2 separate regions of the Mus musculus genome follow, and region 1 is linked to region 2. Evidence: chromatin contacts called from public promoter capture Hi-C data. All regions are on one chromosome and are shown on one strand. The core of a region is the stretch at or near the end of the contact, and the rest is flanking DNA. Distances in the headings are between cores, read along the strand shown. Region 1 holds the start of Fabp4 (fatty acid binding protein 4, adipocyte). Region 2 has its middle 59 kb from the start of Gm33365.

Evidence for each region. Promoter capture Hi-C pulls out the DNA fragments that hold promoters and counts their contacts.
Region 1: a contact with region 2 is called in a promoter capture Hi-C map of liver. The contact joins the promoter of Fabp4 here to the enhancer-like site in region 2. A contact is called at or near these places in 5 of 39 promoter capture datasets (the 3T3-L1 cell line, liver, macrophages and 1 more), 1 of 484 Hi-C or Micro-C datasets (adipose-derived mesenchymal stem cells), 1 of 115 datasets of contacts at active chromatin or transcription factors (heart atrium) and 3 of 9 other capture datasets (adipose tissue, liver and macrophages).

Annotation. Positions count from the first base shown.
Region 1 is chr3:10,207,193-10,209,892 of GRCm38.p6, reverse strand. It overlaps Fabp4 (fatty acid binding protein 4, adipocyte), which reads left to right and starts at 1,277. Exons shown (of 4, transcript NM_024406.3): 1 at 1,277-1,454. The coding sequence starts at 1,382.
Region 2 is chr3:10,122,484-10,125,183 of GRCm38.p6, reverse strand. No RefSeq gene overlaps it. Among named protein-coding and RNA genes, the nearest start is that of Gm33365, 59 kb to the right of the region's middle. Within about 2 kb of position 1,418, at least 15 of the 459 cell types and tissues checked have an H3K27ac peak or open chromatin away from gene starts, as enhancers often do. A contact at or near this core is called in liver, where this site is marked.

The DNA of each region.
Region 1 (2,700 bases), core at 28-2,527, 85 kb before region 2:
TACTGTGAGTTAAATTTATCAAACTTTTACAGTAGCCCATTTTCCTACAGAAAATATCATGTTTCAGAGTCTGTTTCCCCAGACTTTGGGGGCTGGTAGGGACTTGGGAGCAGGTACTTCTCAGCGAGCCCCTGTACAGCAGTCCATCTCTCTCTAACACCCTGAAATGTGGGTGTGCTCGCAGGCACTGGTGTACATGTGAACATCTCCCATCATTCTGCTGTGAGGCAGGGAGGCTGAGAAACTGGATTACTTTATAAAAGCTATCTCAGATGAGTCACTGTGTCAAAGAAGAAAACAGGTTTTGATAATTCATGACCACATTACTTCTGATCATTCACATAAACCCACAATCTTTAGGTCTGCATGAAATTAAAACTTACAATATATTTCAAAAATGAAATGAGGGACATATTTTGCATTGGGACCCATTTTTGAAGGGTCTGTAAAAATGAGTACTACATGGCTATTTACGAATGGGAAGAATAAGGCTTAACTTTTAATGTAATTAAATCTGTGCACTACATTCCTGAGCAATGAGCAGAATGTATTTTAAGTATGTATTAAATATTTGAAATTATAAATCTAGGCCGCTGTAGCCCGCATCCAGAGGCAGGGGCAGCTAGGTTTCTTTGAGTTAGAGACCAGCCTGGTCTAGGTAGTAAGTTCCAGGACTACCAGAGCTGTGCAGCGAGACTGTCTCAAAAACCAAACCAAACCAAAACCCAACCCAAACCAAACAAAGCCAAACAACAACAACAAAAACAAAAAAACCCACCAAAAAAACCAAGGAAACAAAACAACCAAAAATCAAAAAACTAGGCTACTTTAAAATGTCATTATTTATTTTGTTAAAATTCCTGAGATAAACACTATTCTAACAAAAGAGCCATTAAGACTAAGAATCTCTAAGATAGTTTTTATGTTCTCAAATTCAGAAGAACTAAACACATTATTGCAGTATTAATAAAATAAAAACTCAAGATAAGAAGGTCAAATGTGTCCAAGATAATTGTCTCCTCCACAATGAGGCAAATCCATAAGGAATAATGGGGGGAAGTTCAATGCATTAGCTTTTGACAGTCAAAACAGGAACCTTTAAAATACTCTGTTCATGGTTAAAAATAATTTGTACTCTAAGTCCAGTGATCATTGCCAGGGAGAACCAAAGTTGAGAAATTTCTATTAAAAACATGACTCAGAGGAAAACATACAGGGTCTGGTCATGAAGGAAATGATCTGGCCCCCATTGGTCACTCCTACAGTCACATGGTCAGGGCATCTTTAAAAGTGAGCTATCTGGACTTCAGAGGCTCATAGCACCCTCCTGTGCTGCAGCCTTTCTCACCTGGAAGACAGCTCCTCCTCGAAGGTTTACAAAATGTGTGATGCCTTTGTGGGAACCTGGAAGCTTGTCTCCAGTGAAAACTTCGATGATTACATGAAAGAAGTGGGTGAGTGCTGTGGGGGTCGGGGTCCCCCGGGCTGGGGAGAGGGCTTGCAGCTGCCTTGCAGCCCGGGGGGACAGGATGGAGCTGTGGTGGGAGAAAATGCTGCTTCCCGCATGGAGGGTGTATGTAGAAGCCACAAGAAAAAGTCTGTCCTAGAAGTTTTCTCAAAGCTTCAAGCTCGTGATCCCTCCAGGTGAACCCGCAAGAAAGAGTCTACAGGACAATCTTTTACTCTCTGTAGAACGACAAGATGTGGCCTTCTTTGCCAAGCTTGCGATTCTGAGGTTCATTTGGCTACTTGCCTGTTTTCAACATCTCCTTTTACATGAAAAATTTGTAATAATTTAAAGAGAAAAATATTCCTTCCGTTTGTTTTTTTTTTTAAAGGATGGGGGCAACTTTTACTTAAAACTGAAGTCATGATATTGCCCCTCTTAGAAAACAAATCATGTTGGAAAATATATTTTAGCAAATTCTTTTCTGTCTCAATGTCAAGGCCTAAGAATGTGTGATTATTTTACAGTTGACAAAAGCTTGGCTTCCGGAGATACTTTCCTTCAAGGACTTAAAGGTTTCTTCGTTGGTTTAGAGTGATATGTGATGTCATAGATTTGTGAGTAATTCAGAAGGAAAGCAGGGCATGCAAAGCACACATAGAACTTGCCCTTCCCACGATATGGGCTCACAACGGTCTATGTCCTGTCAACACTGCCCACAGGCTGCTGTGTGGCCAAACAGCTTTGCCTATCCGTATAGAGGGGCCATCGCCCAGCCAGCGATGTACTTCATCAGGAAGCGTCTGCTTTGAAGCCCTCTCTCCTGACCTCCCCATATTACAGAGTATCTCCGTTAGGACAGACTCCCCTCAACCTGCAAACCTTCCCTCAGTTATACAGTGGGAACTTTTGGTTGTCTGTCAATATTGTTGTCTTGTTTGCAGACAAGAAGAATATCGGGAATTTCAGCATGACTTAGCCCATCGACTGTTTACTGTTCAGTGTGGTAGTTACTATGCACTGAGCCAGAAATACCAGGGCTTGAGACACTTTTAGCTCTTGACCACTTGAAACATTTCATACTGCTACCATTCCTATCTAAATTATAATGACACTACTTAAGTTGTGAGAGACCCATGATTAAAGGCAGTAGATATTTCCTGAGTGGAACTGGCAACCGTAATTAAGGCAGAGTAGGCAGGTATTGGCTTCTGCAGTCAGATAAAAATGAAGACACAAGTGAAGCTGTTATT
Region 2 (2,700 bases), core at 169-2,668:
GAACCCAGATTAAACTTGTGTTCTAGTCCTCCTAAGCCTGCCCCTGCCTTTGTGATCCCCCATAAAAAAGAAAGAAGGAGGAGGGAGAAGAAGAGAAGAAGGAGGAGGGGGAGAGGAAAACAAGTCCAGATGGTGTTGCCCATCTATTCACAGAAGCATAGCCAATTTCCCAGTGGCCAGCCCCTTTAAAACAAAACAACCTGAGTCTGTCCTAGCTGCAGCCCCATCAGAAACCATCAGTTCTGGAGAGCTATACTTCAGCATCCTTATCACAATTTTTAAGAGTTCTCTTTGATGACTTTCTGTCTAGACTGTTACTGTTTTTGAGTAGTGGGATAGCATGGAGGTTGGAATTGTCACATGTCCCTTCTATGCCCCTCTTTCTCAACTATGAGTCTCTAGTCATCAATGCCATGTCAAAAAGGACTCCCTTGCCCTTTAGGAACAGGGACCGTGGACTTCCACATGGTTTCCTGTAGCAGCATAAGACATGAACCTCAGCATGGTCTCCAATGGCAGAACAGACCATAGACAGGCCATGGACACCACCATAGCCCTCAGTTGCCACAAAGGCCAAAGACATCCACATGCCCCACCAGCAGTAGTATGACCCACAGACATCAATATGGCTTCAGGTAGCAACACTTGGCCCCAGCCTATTAAAGGACCCTGGATATTGATGTAAACCTCAGGCTTCCATATGGCCTGGGGCAGCAGGCCACAGATACTTAAGTGGCCTCCTGGGGCAGCATGGATCATAGGGGTCCAATTCAGAAAAGGAACCTTTCTTTATCTCCGATGTCTTGTTATTGCCCAGAACTAGGGAGATCAGGGCAGTGTGTTTAAGGGCGGAGTCTGCACAAGCTCCAGGCTGTAAAGCACTCTATCAGCCCTGCTCAGCAACAACACATTCCTGGCATGCATTGCACCTCTCTCACACCTGTCACTGTGCTGAGTCTCCATCACCTCTCCCCTTCAGGCACTCTCCACTCTATTCCTCTACTGTTCCCACCTATCCATCACATATTAGTTTGATGTCATGGCATTGGACAGTGCAATGTGACACATAGGTTTGTTTGTTTGTGTTTTGGTTTGGTTTCCCAATGAGCTTTAAATGCACATATTTTTTGCAACTAGTCGTTGGTCTGGTTCAAGGTTTCTGGTTTCTGAAGCACCACGAATCCAGAACCATTGCTGAAACTCATCTCAGATATCCTGCTGTTGCCTAGAGTCAGGGAGATGGCTAGGTAAGGCATTGTGGGGGTGGGGGGAGGTAGCAAATTCTGTTCAATATCCTGGCTGCCAGGAAGCTTGCAAAGCTTGACCTTTGTACTTATAGGCTCTCAGAAGTGTGGTTGGCTTGAGCTGTCTCTCAGCAGGTCAATCAGCACAGATTGCCTTCACAGTGTTCTATGCTGTTCTATTGGTGCCAGCCAATGGTTCTAGGGCTGGCCCTATTCAGTAACAACTTGTTCTTCCAGAGGTTGGGGCCACTGGGCATCTTCTTGTCCTTGGTTCTGGCTTCACCACAGCTTACTGGATACAGTCTTTGTGTTTTCAGCCTGCTGGCTGAGACAGAGAGGACAAGGGTATAGATTCTTCATTCTCTCATGCATGGCTCTGTTCAGCCATCTCTTTCCAATTTTGTGAGTGCACTTTTTTAAAAATAATTTTTATTATTACGTATTTTCCTCAATTACATTTAGAATGCTATCCCAAAAATCCCTCATACCCTCCCCCCCACTTCCCTACCCACCCATTCCCATTTTTTGGCCCTGGCATTCCCCTGTACTGGGGCATATAAAGTTTGCCTGTCCAATGGCCGACTAGGCCATCTTTTGATACATATGCAGCTAGAGTCAAGAGCTCCGGGGTACTGGTTAGTTCATAATGTTGTTGCACCTACAGGGTTGCAGATCTCTTTAGCTCCTTGGATACTTTCTCTAGCTCCTCCATTGGGGGCCCTGTGCTCCATCCAATAGCTGACTGTGAGCATCCACTTATGTGTTTGCTAGGTCCCGGCATAGTCTCACAAGAGACAGCTATATCTGGGTACTTTCAGCCAACGCTTGCTAGTGTATGCAATGGTGTCATCGTTTGGAGGCTAATTATGGGATGGATCCCTGGATATGGCAGTCTCTAGATGGTCCCTCCTTTTGTCTTAGCTCCAAACTTTGTCTCTGTAACTCCTTCCATGGGTGATTGTTTCCAATTCTAAGAAGGGGCAAAGTGTCCACACTTTGGCTTCGTTCTTCTTCAGTTTCATGTGTTTTGCAAATTGTATCTTATATCTCGGGTACACTAAGTTTCTGGGCTAATATCCACTTATCAGTGAGTACATATCAATTGAGTTCTTTTGTGATTGTGTTACCTCACTCAGGATGATGCACTTTTTAAAAGCATCTTTCCATAAGACTTGGTCTCTTTCCCTCTCTCTCTTTCTCTCCCCCCTCCTCCTCCTTCCTTCCTTCCCTCTCTCTCTCCTCTCCCTCTCTCTCTCTCTCTCCCTCTCCCTTTTCCTCTCCCTCCCCTTCCCCTTCCCTTTAGCCCTCTCTCTTCCTTTCTTTCCTTAGTTGTTCTGAAGCTGTTCGGGACTTTTCAAACTCTTTTCCAATACATCACCTTTTGGAGCCTCTCCAGGTCCCTCAGACTCTTTGGAGTTTCATGGTGGTTACAGACTGCAATTTTGGTTTTCCATGA